Linked DNA regions of Sus scrofa: region 1 is linked to region 2. A link is a contact called in public HiChIP or PLAC-seq data. All regions are on one chromosome and are shown on one strand. The core of a region is the stretch at or near the end of the contact, and the rest is flanking DNA. Distances in the headings are between cores, read along the strand shown.

Region 1 (7,445 bases), core at 3,001-5,500, 310 kb before region 2:
GTTGCCCCTACCTTCCAAATATATCCAGAACCTCTTTTCATCAACTCACTGTGCCATACATTCTAAACCACCAATTCTCACCTGTCACAAACAGCCTGGTCTACAGGACGTTCCACAAGTACTTTAAATAAAAAGAAGCCAATTATTCTGAATATACAGCTTTTTAGCTTGGTGAATAAATTACACACACACACACACACACACACACACAGGTTTTAGAATCTTTCTCCAGTAATGTGTGAACACATTAATAATTTAAATGTTAATTTAAAAACTCTTTAACTATATTCAAGGATGTTTATATATATGTGGATGTCAAGCAGCATAGAAAGTTCTACATTAAGTAATTTTACTGAATGAGTGGCTCTTGTAAAAATTTACATAGAACATTTGCTATGAATTAGCCATTAATTATATTTGCAGTTTCACCACCTTCAAATATTTAAGTTATTTATATGATATACTAGTAATGAGAAGTTGCCTAGTTATTAGTAAGAATTCAGTCAATTCTGTTATCACTTCCCAGACAGCGGAACAAACTATATGCAAATTTGAGAACCTGGAAGATGCAGACCTCGTCAAGTAGAACAAACATTCCAGATACCAGTTAGAAGAGTGTCGTTACTTACACTGTGAACTCCTAAAGCTTTCCAGATGGCAAAGCTGATCACGCCAACACCACACCACGCGTAAAGTGAGCCCCAGCCCAGGGCTCGCAAGGCAAGGGAAGAGCCGCTCTCTGGCAAGGCAGCCGTGGCCATGCTTCCCTGCAATGAAGCCAGAAAGCCGTGGGTAAAATTCATCAGCTCTGAAAGGATAAACCTCCGGAGAGTTTGAAATCAATGACTCTCTGTGCAAGCACCATGTTGGGAAGTCTGATCAACCCAAGTTCAAATACCAGCTTTGCTATTTAATAACTGCATGACTTAAGTGACAACTTCTCTGACAAATACTTGAGTATGCATGGCTCTGTGCTAGGTAAACAGAATAATGCCTTCTGACAAAACATTTCAGTCCCAGGGTGGGGGAGTGGGCAACGCAGACACCTCGGAGCTAGTTACGAGCCAAACAGAAAGGGCAATGATAGAACTACATGTACATATATACACAGGGCATGATGGGCCCAGGAAGGGGACATTTTAAAGAGGAGTTCCTGTGAGAGGTGACCTAAATCTGAGAAAAGACATACGAGGACTTTTATATGTGCAAAATGCCTGGCGCATAAAAATTCAGTTCATGGCAAATATTAATAAGAAACTAGAAAATAAACAGTGACGCTCCTTCTGATTTCAAGACATAATATTAAGGTAAAAATCTACATCTGTAAAATACTACCATACTTGACAAAAAATTAGGAGTACCTGTTGTGGCTCAGCAGGTTAAGAACCTAACTAGTATTCATGAGGATGCGGGTTCAATCCCTGACCTCACTCAGTGGGTTAAGGATCTGGCATTAATGCAAGCCCTGGTATACGTCACAGATGCGGCTTGGATTTTATATGCTGATACACACTAGAAAGTGTTTTTAGGAGTTCCCGTCGTGGCACAGTGGTTAACGAATCCAACTAGGAACCATGAGGTTGCGGGTTCGGTCCCTGCCCTTGCTCAGTGGGTTAAGGATCCGGCATTGTCATGAGCTGTGGTGTAGGTTGCAGACGTGGCTCGGATCCCGCGTTGCTGTGGCTCTGGCGTAGGCCAGTGGCTACAGCTTCAATTAGACCCCTAAGCCTGGGAACCTCCATATGCCTCGGGAGCGGCCCAAGAAATAGCAAAAAGACAAAATAAATAAATAATAAAAAAATAAAATAAATTAAAAAAAAGAAAGTGTTTTTAAAAAGGCTGTACTAAGTTACAATGCTGTTTTATGAGGACCGCTTCGAGTTAGCCAATATTAAATGGTATTAGTACAAAAACTCAAAAAGGAAACCTTTAAAAATTACATACAAATTACTTACATTTATATTGTTACAGAGAATGAGTACTTGTCTAAGTTATGAGCCTTTTGAATTGCATATTCATGTTATTTGGCCTTTTACAGTTTTCTGGGAGTTCCTGTTGGGGCTCAGCAGGTTACAAACCCAACTAGTGTCCATGAGGATGCAAGATCAATCCCTGGCCCTGCCCGGTGGGTTATGATCTGGCATTGTTGTGAGCTGCGGTGTAGGTCACAGATGTGGCTCCAATCTGGATCTTGCTGTGGCTGTGGCATAGACTGGCAGCTGCAACTCCAATTCTACCTCTCCCTCTAGCCTGGGAACTCCCATATGCCACAGATGCAGCCCTTAAAAAAAAAAAAAAGCAAAAAATTAAAAATTAAAAAAAATAAAGTTTTCTGATTTGTACATTAATCATATATTAATATTCTTTGAAGCTGTATATCTGTCATATGGGCTATCGTATTTCCCTAGTTTGGCTTCCTTTTATCCTCTTATTTTGCTTTTTGTTTGTTTTTGGTCAAAGATGCATTTTAATGCTTTTAAGCTTGCTAAAACTTCCCTCACCCAAAAGTCACAGTCAATTTCTCTTTTCTTCTAGCTGCATTTTGTTTTCACCCTTAACTTTTGAGTTCATCTGGTACTTTTGTTTTGTTTTTGCTCTTTAGGGTCACACCTGCAGCATATGGAAGTTCCCAGGCTAGGGGTTGAATTGTAGCTGCAAATGCCGGCCTAAATCACAGCCACAGCAATGCCACATCCTTTGAACCCGCATCCTCGTGGATACTAATCAGGTTCCTAACCCACTGAGCTACAACGGGAATTCCCTGGTACTTAGTTTTAATGGGAGCTGGTAACTAACTAGAGTTTACTTCCCTGATAGCTTAGCAACTGCCCTGGCACCACTCTATGGATTAATCCTTCTCCCAACTTATTTGAGAAACTTACATATAGAGAGGTTTGTTTCTAAGCTACTTTCATACTACAAATTTATTTATGTTGGAATCCCACAGGATTATAGAATCATAAAGTCTTCTGACAAACTTAATACTTTGTTCTCCATAGTCCCTACACCTGTGAATAGCAGATTAATCCTTGCTAAGAACAGGCAGAAGAGGAGAGGCACCTATGTCTTTAAGCATAAGAGGTATTAGAAAATAGTTTCACTGTATTATAGTCATTCAACCAAAACTTATTGAGCACCTACTTACTATGTGCCAGGCAATATTCTATGGAGCAAGGTCACTGGGTTCAAGGAGCCGACCTATGTTCTTCATGGATACTAACATGCACTTTATTTCAACATTCTAACATGTCTGAGACAGAAGTACCTCTTGCAGCGCTGTCTCAAAAATTTAACTGGCTTTTTTTTTTTAAGTGGTGCTAAAAGTTTAAAAAGCACATAATTTAGTACTTCTTTTGAAATCAAAATAAAGACAGTTGACTAATTTGCACACGTCTTGAATCTATGAGGTGCATATTGGCTTACTTCTTAAAGTAATATGAAAGGCCATCAACACTTTCTTTACTTTTGCTATGTCTTTACTTTTGCTATGCAAAACAGCTGACATTGACCTATAAATAATAATGCTATGAACGGATTTTGGTGTCACAAACCTTATTGAACCATTCAGGACTTTTCTTTTTAGCCAACGATAATGTTGTAACAAATCCAGCTAGCATTCCCGCTGCAGCAACAGTACCAAGGAAAATTCCACCTGCCAGAGGGGTAGGGCAGGAAAAGAAAAAACTCTGAAGTTAAAATGATGTGCACAAGTTCAGTGTCAGACACTATTTAAAACCACTTTTGAAATTTAGAGAACCGATAGCTAAGTAGCTCTTGTCAAAGATAAGTGACAACGGCTGTGTAACCCCATGACCTCTGGTTTCTGAGGCCATTCCAAGATATCTGTTCAAGAGCAAAGAATAGGCACAGAGTCCCCTCTCCTCTTTCCGGGGACAGCTCCGTGAAATTGCTCCCAGGGAGGAAAAACCGATAGTGGGAGTTAGAAAAGGAAGGGCAAGAGAGAAACTGCAGAGGGAATGGGGTAAATGCAGCACACACGAGAGCTCTCCCGGGACCAGACCCCAACGCATCGCTAAACTCTGGGGGGCACCCAAGCGAAGTGTGCGTGGGAATGCCCGCACCAGTGCAAGCTACGGCCCCGAGTGAGTTCACCCCAACACCTGCACCTCACCACACCTTTAACCAGGAAAAGCCGGTCGTCAGTGGGTGCCGGAGCCTCCAATCGAGAGGACGACTCCGCAGTCCCAGCGCCCTGTGACTCCATGTTTACAAGCCCCCACCACTGCGTCCGGCCCCAACTGGACCCGGGTGGAAGCGAGAGGGAGGCAGAGGAGAAAGGTTCCGCTGCCGCCCTTCTCTGTGCAACCTGAATACCGATCCGGAGAGCGACCTCTACCTCCAAACCTTCTCTCCTCCCCTGCGCACTGGAGAAGGTGCGGTGGCTTTGCGCTCCGGGGGCGGCGCCCTCCGAGGCCATCAACCAAGGACGGTTCTTTGCTTGCTCCAGGGTGATGATTGCTGCACTTTAGTGCCGTTTTCTTGAAACGTTGCGCAGCTCTGACTCTAGGAGGCAGTGAGGGGTCGCAGATGGCAGGAGCCCAGTCCCAGCCAGGTTAGAGACTCCACAGCTTAGTTTCCAGATCCAGGGATTTGGCCAGCGTTAACATTTCACAATTCTAAAACGTAGGCCTGTCTGTCCTGTTTGCTTGGCTGGGCTGTTTGGTATCAGTTGTCAGTTTAGGTGTAAGCGACAGGTTTTATCCCAGGAAAACTGCCAGCCTATCAGCTCTGTGTTGATGGGATTCCTACCCCACGGCCTTACTGATTAGCCTACCCAGGGGACTGAATGGCTAGCGTGCTGAACTGGAAGAGAATGGCACAACCCCAGCCAGGAGAGCAGAGGTTCACCCTAAGAAGTTGCTAACACGGAACCTGAAGGCTGCCCCAGCATCTCTCAACACTGGAGATGGGCAGACGCCCACCTTCAGACCGGGAGGCTGCATTGCAAACGGTGGTGGATTCTGTAAATGGCCATTGAGAGGAGGAGGCTGGTAGTATCTTGTGTAAAGATATCTATCTTTTAAAATGAGGCAATCTGGGCGATTCTTGTTCATTCTGAACGACAACAACAAAAGCCATGAACTTCTTGAGCACGGGGATGGAGATCTTTATTCACATACCCCCGCTCTCGGGTATTACCTCAGGTCATCCCTAATAAATTAATTTTGGGTGAATGAGTCAATGAACGCATCAGTTAAAACGCAGTTAATAGCCCAAACCTGGGCTCAGGTCCTAAACCATTGATCAGCTATGTGAATGTGATAGTTTTATTAGGCTTACTTACCTCAGTTTCCTCATCTGCAAAATAAAGACACGGGTAGTAGCTTCTTCGTGGTGCTGCTGTTGAGAATTAAATGAAATTGAAACTGACAGCACTAACGGCCTGAACCCAGTCAAAACCCAGATTGGGACTTGAACCCACAGTTTTAAATTCAAGTTACTCACCCTGTGTCTGGACTCACCAAGGCTCAAGTTCTTTATGCCTCTGTGCAAAAGGAATGCAGCCAGAAACAAAGTGATAGGCAAGGAACAGGTTAGGATGGGACATTTCTGAGAAAAGCTGGCCGGCAGGAGAGGAAGCTTTGCCCCAGGATGATCCGGTGGGCCACGGTTTTATCATCCAAGGGGCGTGGGGATTGGAAAGGCCCGCCTCTTCCTTTCCAGGAGTAGTAGCTCCTCCTTAGTATCCGGTAAGGTGTGTATTCAAATCAGCTGAAGGGCGGATTTTCAAACTCTTGCCCTTGGTCTGAATCTGAAAGCAGGCCTCATCCCATTCCCCACCCAATGACATGAGGCAATTCTCGCACCTCCACTGGTGAAGCAAGGCTGCCTCATTCTGATGGCCTTCCTGAACTTTCAGTCTCCCAACATCCCCCAGTCTCCCTCTTAATCCATGATCCCCTATTGGGACTTCTACAACCACCTGTACCTACTCTATCCCTATCAAAATCAGGTAAGAATTTAATTAAATTAGGTAAAGGTGTTAGCCTAGTGCCTGGCACAAACACTCAGGACAACTTAGCTCTAGCTATTGCCCCCTTAGATTCCAGTATCCGTTTTGCAAAATTGCTTTCAGAGATTTTTTAAAATTATAGATACCCAGGGCCTACCACTAGAGATGACAACTTCAAAGGGCCAGGCAGCACAGTTAAAGAGCTACACAGGGCTTCTGCTGATCAGCCAGGTTGAGCACTACTGCTCTGTTCAAATTTCTGTGTGGGAGAAATCACATAGCATTCATTTAACTTCGGATCCTTTGAAGGTAACTGAGCAGGACCCTGGGAGGCCTTCCCAGAGTGGCCCCCACTCACGTCCTCCACCTGCCTTTTTCTCTATAGAAAAACTTCAAAGAATCAGTTTAATCAGAGAAGTGAGAAGAGTGAAGCAATTCAGAATAAGGATAGTTCAGCTGGTCAACAAAGTCAAGGACCTTTAGTTAGCTCTTCTTCAAAGCCTCTAGATAATATTCTGAGCCATGTCCTTGGAGCTGTTTTGCAGGTGCTGAAGCCCCCACCGGCTGGAAGAAGTCACCTGGATGCTGTCCACAGCACGGAGACCCCAGACGGGTTGGAACCAGAAGGTTGATGACGCTGACTCCCAGTGACCTCACCACAAACCAACCAATCAGGAAAATGCCCATGAGCTGATCACGCCCTGCTCCTCAAACACTCTAAGACTCCTCACTACCTGTACCTCAGAGGGGAGGCCCAGTCCTGGAGGCTCTAGCCTGCTGGGTTCCCCTCTTTGTCTGGCAATTAAAGCTACTTTTTCCCTTTCCTCCAACTCTTCCTCCACTTTTATATTTGTCCTGGGGCAGCTGAGATTCGGCAGCTGAGATTCGGCAACAGAAGCACAATGTCAGAATGTGAAAGAGCCCTTTTAATTGGCAAATGCTGTGCTAATGTGTTGAAAGTCCTGAGACTTATCCTTCCCCCATTACATAAAGGTGGCCTTAGCAGCTAACATTTATTGAGTGCTTTCTGTGTCTAGCATTGCCCTAAGGGCTTCAAACAGATTATCTAATTTAATCTTCTCCATCTCGGACCGGGGAAAAAAATATTGCCTGCCATTTCAGTAAATAAAGAATGTTGTCTGCCATTCTGGTCAACAATGAATGTTACCTCCCATTAAGCCATCAGCCACTGCAGTCACCCCAACGCTGCCCCCTGAGGGGAATTCAGGATGGAAAGAAACAGCATACTGGCCCTAGAGAGCTAAATTGCATATCAAAGGAATAATTTCAATGAGCCCAGACTCTTGCATCTTCCCATAAAAAGAAAAGCACTAAAGTAATTACCTTGAGATGTCTGGGTTGGTTTGTGATGAGCAGTAATCTTTTGATGTTCGACCACGTGTTTTCTGGTCCCCCCCCCCAGCAAAAACTCCTATATATCCTGGCTCCTCCTCTCCCTCTTTGGAACAGT
Region 2 (7,322 bases), core at 3,078-5,577:
CACCTGGGCCATCCACCTCTGCTTCTTTGAAAGCCTGCGTCACCTCTAAGAGCAGTTGCTCTGTGCTTTGCCAAGCAGTCCACCATCTCCCTCCTGATTGATTGATTGATATCACTCTTTACATATTGTTTGAGATCACAACAATAAAAAAAAAAGTTCTTGCATTCCAACCCCAGTTGGACAGATGTGAAAACAAATGCACAAATCCTTTCATACTGAATTTGTCACAATCACAAGGTGACTTTCAGGCAGTTCTAATCACGGGACCAGTTCATTTAATGTAGAATTGTCCTGTGGTCAAGTGGATCTCTGCTGGCGTCTGTCACGCCGTGCAGTTGGCAGAGTGTTGGTAATCTTGATGCTCTTAGTACAAGGGTCATCTCGGCTAATCCCCACAACAACCTGCAAGAGATCCCCATTTTCCAAAGGATGGAGCTGAGGTTTTAAGACACGAGTCACACAATTCGGGATTTAAGGCCTGAGTGCTTTCCACTGCATGCCGTATTTCAATTTTAAAAGGCTTCAAGTTGGTGTCAGCTGAACATCCTCCAATCTGGCCCTTCTATCTGGGAGTTGAGTTCACTCCCATCCAGTGGGCCTTGGCCTTGAATGCACATTAGAATCACAGTACTGATGTCCTGAGCCCACTTAAGCCCAAATCCCTGGGTGGGGCCCCCCACATTGGTCCCACAAACAATTTTAACCATCAGCAGCTTTGGCAACTGTTACCATGGTCTCCAAATTCTTTTGCAATCTCCAAAATTTTGGATGAAAATTTTGAGCTGTATTTTGCTTTGACACAAAGAGAGTTTCTTTGATCCTGAAAAACCTTAGATCCATTTGGCTCAACTAAGACGTGATCTATTCAGAGACCGAGGTGTGTGGAGGATTCCTACAGAATGTTCTAGGATGTGCAAGGCCGGGGCTGTAGGAACTCCAAAAAGGTGTACTCAGGTTTCAGGCAAAGCTTCCTGGAGGAGAGCCATCTGAGCTAAGTATTAGAATATTTAAGTTACAGTGAATTAGCCACCCAAAGGTGGAAGGGCTCTTCCAGCAGAGCAAACGCAGGTGTGCCTGTGAGGGTGGGGGTAGGGGTGAAACTGGACGCCTGTGCAAGAGTGAGAACTGTCACTGGAGTGTCACTTGCACAGCAGGCACTGGAGGAACTAAGGAAGGAGAGGAAGCCCATGAAGGGCTTTGGGTGCTTTATAACCAGCGTGGATTTTGCCCCGTACGTGACATGAGCCATTGCAGAGGCTCAGATGGATGAGTCAGGCCACCTGATTTCCTTCAGGGTGAATGAGGCTGGCAGCAGTGGAGGAGGCTCAGGAGGCGGCGTGGGCGTGGAGAGAGGCATGCAGGCGTGGAGGCGGGAAGAGCAGCCGAAGGCACTCACAGCAGGCCTGGTGACAGAGGGGCTGGCCAGAATGGCAGACATGGGCTCAGAAACGAGGCGACCACAGTCCAAGGCTTGGAGATGGAGACCATGTGGAAGCCGGGGGAGGGGGCGGGGGTGGGGCGGGGGCAGGAATGCCTCCTGCCTTTCGGCTTGGTGACAAGATGACCATACAAATCACCAAGAGGAAATGCAAAAAGAGGTGCCTGGAGGGAGACGCTGATTTAAGTATGTGGAATTGGGGTACCCTTGGACTCCTGGGCATATGGGAAGTGCCCTGTAAGAAGCTATGTAGAAATCTCCGCACACTTAGAAAGGAATGACATGGTTGGTAGAAATTCACTTTGAAATAGGAGAGATGAGCATCAGTTTTATTAGTTATTGTAGAAGTATCAGTCCATCTGTCATTTAAAAAAAAAAAACAATAAGACCTGCTTATGTTTGTCATCTGAGATATTAATCCGATTTCATCTCACATGCTGGAAGATTCTTCTTTGAAATCAGCATTTATGAGCTTTTGCTAACTTTCTCTCCATCTACCCCTGCCAGTTCTGCCCCCACCAGGTCAAATCAAGTCAAATTGGATCCTAGTGAGGATAATAGAGTAAGGGAATTCTTAAAGATAATGGAAGGAAAAGCTTTGCAAATGGACAGATATAAGAACTGAACATAGCAGGGAAAGGCAGAGGGCGCAGGACGTGGGGTCAGAGTGCCTGGGCCAGCTCTGACGCGAGGCTGTGTGATCTCCCAAGTCACTTAATCCAAAGAGCTTCAAGGGCCTCAACTGCAAAATAATCCAGAAGCAGGTAATGGTGTTCAGATCCCTTCCTTCACCACTTCATAACAAAGGGTCTGGCACGGAGTCGGGCTGGTGAAACGTTCAGTGGAAGGTTTGTGAATATCCCGTCTCCCTATCAAAACTGACTCTTAGGAAAAGATCTGGTAGGACTCACCTATGCCTTAAAGGAAATTTAAGCCAAATTCCATGGATATATGAATTTTAGTTGTGAGTGAAATACTTTACTCTCTATTAAAAGCATTTCAGGCAATAATAATAATAATAACTGAGTGTTTGATGCTATTTGTTCAGCACTATATCCCCGTTATCTCGACTAATTCAGTAAGTGTTGGTTTCAGTAAGTGTCAGTTAAATGAAAGAGGGAGAGAGAGAGAGATTGACCACCACATGCCAGGCCCTGGGCTACATCATTATCTCATTTAATCCTCATAAAATCACCTGATGTGGGTATTCTAATTGCACCATTGAGGAGACTGAGATTCAGGGATGCTAAGTTTGTGACAAAGCTAACCAGTGACTGAGCGGAGATTTTGTCCTTGGCAGTCTGACTCTAAGGAAAGTGCTTTTCTTAGCCTGGTGGGAAGGTCTTCTTAGGGAGTAGAGTGGCATGCAGGCTCCGCCCAGGCTGAGGAAGTCACACCACCTGGGCCTTCTGTGCAGAAAGATGATTGATTTGCCATGGTGGGTCACAGAACCAGGCTGTGGAACTGAAAATAACCTCTCCATGATCTAACCTGCAGCTGGACCAAGCAGATATCTATGAAGCTTCAGTTTCTGCTCGGTTACAAATATTAAAGTGTTAACTAATGATGAGTTAACTCTTTTTTTTCTCTTCAATTGCTCCCCTAGGCCCAAACCATTCTATAGCACTTTAGGGTTAAAGGTTTGTCCAGGTGGAAACATCAGTACTCAAGTGAATTATTGACCAAATCCAAAGGTGACCTCTACCATTAAACTGCTCAGAATTGATTCAGTTTCTTGGATCTGAAAGTTATCATTTTTTTTTCCATCAAATTGGGGCATTTTGGCCATTATATCTTTTTTTTTCTTTTTTCTTTTTTTTGCTTCATCTAATTTTCTCTTTTCCCAGAACTCCTGTTACTCATGTGTTAAACCATTTGATATTGCCCCAGAGGATAAGTCCCTGAGACTGTACATTTTTCTTTAAACTTTCTCTCTCAGTTCTTCAAAGTGGATCATTTCTTTTGATCTGTCTTCATGTTCACTTTTTCTTCTGCCTTCTCCAGTATACTGTTAAGCTCATCCAGAGAGTTTTTCACTTTGATTGTTACATTTTTTAGTTTTGGAATTTTCATTTGGTTCTTTTAATTTCTCTGCTGAGTTTTAGTTCTCTACTGAGATTCCCCATCTATTTACGTATTGCAGCTATATTTTTCTATAATATTTGAACATTATTGTAATGCTTAAAGTCTTATCTGCTAAGTCTTTATCTGCTTAAAGTCTTTATCTGCTAAGTATATCTGGGCTGTCTTGGCTTTGGTGTCTGTCCACCACTTTTTTTCTTAATGCTAGGTTACATTTTTTTCTATCTATTTTTACATCTATTGATATTTAATTGACTACATTTTGGATAATATATAGTAGAGACTAGATTTTGTTATCTCCTGAAGAGTGTTGATCCTCGTTTAATAGGCACTTCAGCTAATGGCTAATACAGATTCAGCCACTTAAGCTTCCTTACCCTCTTATCTCTGCTTTCTGTACTCAGTAGAAGTTATTGGCATTGTTCAGACCCTAGCCTATATCATGGTCAGGAAATTCCCCCCAAGGAAAGGGCTGGTTGACTGTGGGGCTCACCCTGTGAGTTTCCCTTCTCTCAGGATTGCAGCCTTGCATTGTCTGTTGTGCACTGTTGGAAGTGGTTTGTTTCACATATTTTGGGCAGTTTTATATACTTCTATACATATTCCCCCAGTATACAGAAGGAGTAGTTCAGTAGAGGTTTTCTACCATTCTTGGGAATAGAAGCCTTGTCTCTATGATTAGAGCACTCTTTGCAGCCAACATTGCCATATTCCCCAGAAAAACATTTTTGTTACCTTCTCTACCAACAGTAAATACTGAATAAGCCATGGAACATGATTCCTCTGACCTAAAAGTGTTTCTAGTGCTCACATTGAAGGAGGAGCAGTTGGAGACTTTATACTTAGCACTAGACTTGGCATGTTCATTTGCAGAGGAAGGAAAGGCTGGAGAGAAAGCGATTCTATGTATCTTGGGCCAGATTTTTGTCTGTGATATTATTTTAGAGTCTAGATCAGAGAGTCATTTCTCAAATGATAGGAAGATTGCTCCCAGGGAAATTGCATTATTTTAGAAATTAGAGGTAAAGGCTTTAAGTCTTAGATAAACATTGATATTACAGCACAGAAAAATTAGGTAAACATTGACAGATAGCCATCATCAAAGTACCCACTGAGGTCTTACTTATTTTCTCAAAAATGGGAAAATTCGCTATTAACTTACCATCTCACATAATTGGACGATGGGGATGGATATTTAGTACCTACCTGATCTTCCCTCTGTTACAGTTTCCAAGGAAGGAAATTTTAGAAAAGTAATGAAATGACATCTAAAGTGTTGAAATGATGCATGTGACCGCAGTACAGCTGTTGTCATATGAACACCTATGAAATTCTGAGGAGCCATGCTGGAAGTACATACACATAACCCCAGTGCCAACTGAAGATCCTATTTTCATTATTCCTATTTTCCCCTGCTGTTAGTTTTATGATTACCTTATGTTGACGTTCTTTCCATGGCAATATGTGTATGCACTGTCATGACATCCAGTTATGGTCCAGTTTTTAGTGTACATATCTCATTTGATTGTCAGATAATTTAAGTTCTGTATGACGTTGGAGTAATAGTTTATTTAAATCTGGCACTTATAGCTACAAAGATCCTTTGGGATCACATGCTGAACACAGAGATAGTAACATAGTACATAATTGCTGGATTTTAAAAAAAACCAAAAACATTTGCTATATTTACTTAACCTCATTTTAAATCCCCTTAATCCAATATCAAAACAAGATTAAACCTAGCAGTCGCATTATTTATTAGTTTCACAGATATTGCTTTGCGTAGTCTAAAAAATCAAATATAATAGAACAAATAACTTGAACAAACATAAACAATAATGTAAAACAAAAGAATACAAAGGAAGCATTCCTCCTAACCTACAGTTTAGGTAGATTTTAGAAATTTATAGTGTTTTCATTATAGAAAATGAGCATTCGTAAGAACCCAGAACCAAGCTTCACAGCCAAACAGAAATAACTGATGCCCAGTGCCAACACTTTTGACAGAACTGGGGCAAAAGGAGTAAATCATTGCATTCATTCTTATTTGTGTACAAGACCCTCTAGAAAACACCTTGCTTTGGTTTTAGCTGCATTTAATCTGTACACTAGGTTCATTTCAGATAAGAAGTCAGCTAGAGAAAATAAAATACATTCCAACATGAGCAATTTTCTTTGAAAATCTGTAGAAACAAAAATAACTTATCTCTTATGGTATTTTTAAATTGTAACATTAAGTGATAATGTGTGTAACATCCAAACGTCTGACACCATAAACTTCTCTGCAAGTTAAATGCCAGTGCTTCATTTGGGCAGTAAATCAGCCAGCTGTCTCTGACTTACTGCAACCGCAGCAAAAGCTCCAGCACTCCAGACAGGATTCCTTTTATGCTGCCAGCAGAAGGACCTGTCCATTGACATCCCTACAAGCACTCACAGTTCTTTTCTATCAGTCGTCAGCATTGGGATGATTTCTGGCCTAAAAAAGGGCCATTTCCTATGGTTCAACCTCATATTTGATAAACATGAACCTGTGAAGTGTTTTGGCATGAAAACAGGAGTTTCTCAATTCCCTCTTCAAAGGGGTGGATTTTCACTGTCTAATATCCAGCTGCTTGGTTGCCTCTCCTTAAGATTCTATAAATGGTTAGATACATTGAAATATACACCCCAAGGCTTCTTGAATTTCTTGCTGGCATGGAAGCCCTGCTACCAAGCTCTGAGAGAAAAAAGTGAGCAGTAAGGTCTCCCCCTACTGGTTGAAAAGAAGAGTCCTCAAGTGAACAGCCCAGAGGGCGGGTTGGTGGCATAAAAAGGTCAAAGTTAAGAGAGAGGCAGGAGGAAAAGGAGAGGAGGAAGAGGAAAGAGGGGGAAAGGAGGCGTGGGAGGGAAGCTGACGAAAGACAGGGTGAGAGGGAGTGAGGAGAGAACTGACGAGGCCAGAGAGGGAGAACACAAAGGAGGAAAACCAACAAGACCCGAGCACATAAAATTAGAAGCAAAAGGCAGAAAGGCAGAGGCGTAAGGACATTTTCTTCATGGGTCGTCTTCACAATAACCCTGAAAATATCCTCGAAGTTCCCATATGGGGATTGTGGTGTTTGATCCATCCGTCCTCCTCGGAATTTTGGCAGCATGCAAGATGAGGGAAAGGCTGCCTTTTCTTTAAATCAGATAATCTCAGCCATTGAGTTTCTTCTGAGAAGTTAAAATCATGCAAATTTAATATCATGAGCCTTACAGATTCCACTGGGTAGAACCCTTGCCTGCTCCATGGTTAGAACCCATTTTCGTGTCCTGTTATGAAACAATAGGACATTTACACAGACCATATCCTGTGGAAGAAAGCCTGGTTCCTGAGCACCCTCAGATGGGCTTGGTCTTCTGAATAGAAATCAGTTTGAATGTGGGCAACTGTTTTCAAAGTTCTGGGTGGCAGCAGGATTAGACCCTGAGGTTCCTGGTCCCAGCGATGTGCTCACTGATACACGTCTCGCCACAGGGTGAACTGGGGGAGGGGATGCAGACAGAGTAGGTTCATTATTAATATGAAACAGTCCCAAAACAAGGGACATATCCACAGCCATACTCCACAGTCCTCTTTTAACGTATTTAAGCAAATCCCTATAGAAGAGGCGCTTGAAGTCAGATAATATAAGTCAGCGTTCAAAATAATCATTTGGAAAAGATTTGTGGGTGACATTTTTGAGTTTTTAAAGATTAAATGGCTTAGGCTAAATGCCTTCTTTCACATATTTAAGTCCTTAAGCTTTCCCCATGGGAAACGGGAGAGCATTTTCAG

What was found. HiChIP or PLAC-seq counts read pairs in DNA pulled down with a chosen protein or histone mark.
Region 1: an H3K27ac HiChIP or PLAC-seq map of skeletal muscle shows a contact between it and region 2, with 11 times the contacts expected there. The contact joins the promoter of TMEM242 here to the enhancer-like site in region 2. A contact is called at or near these places in 3 of 5 promoter capture datasets (fetal liver, fetal skeletal muscle and liver), 22 of 47 Hi-C or Micro-C datasets (adipocytes, alveolar macrophages, blood and 13 more) and 2 of 2 datasets of contacts at active chromatin or transcription factors (alveolar macrophages and skeletal muscle).

The regions. Positions count from the first base shown.
Region 1 is chr1:9,664,709-9,672,153 of Sscrofa11.1, reverse strand. TMEM242 (transmembrane protein 242) reads right to left here and starts at 4,250. Exons shown (of 4, transcript NM_001185165.1): 1 at 4,138-4,250; 2 at 3,552-3,652; 3 at 630-767. The coding sequence starts at 4,225. It overlaps LOC110259913 (a long non-coding RNA gene), which reads right to left and starts at 5,657. Exons shown (of 3, transcript XR_002342395.1): 1 at 5,467-5,657; 2 at 5,306-5,361; 3 at 4,531-4,676. It overlaps LOC110259916 (a long non-coding RNA gene), which reads left to right and starts at 5,988. Exons shown (of 2, transcript XR_002342397.1): 1 at 5,988-6,283; 2 at 6,520-6,798.
Region 2 is chr1:9,356,591-9,363,912 of Sscrofa11.1, reverse strand. The region is part of intron 8 of ZDHHC14 (probable palmitoyltransferase ZDHHC14); the gene reads left to right. Among named protein-coding and RNA genes, the nearest start is that of SNX9, 120 kb to the right of the region's middle. Within about 2 kb of position 4,327, at least 1 of the 83 cell types and tissues checked has an H3K27ac peak or open chromatin away from gene starts, as enhancers often do. A contact at or near this core is called in skeletal muscle, where this site is marked.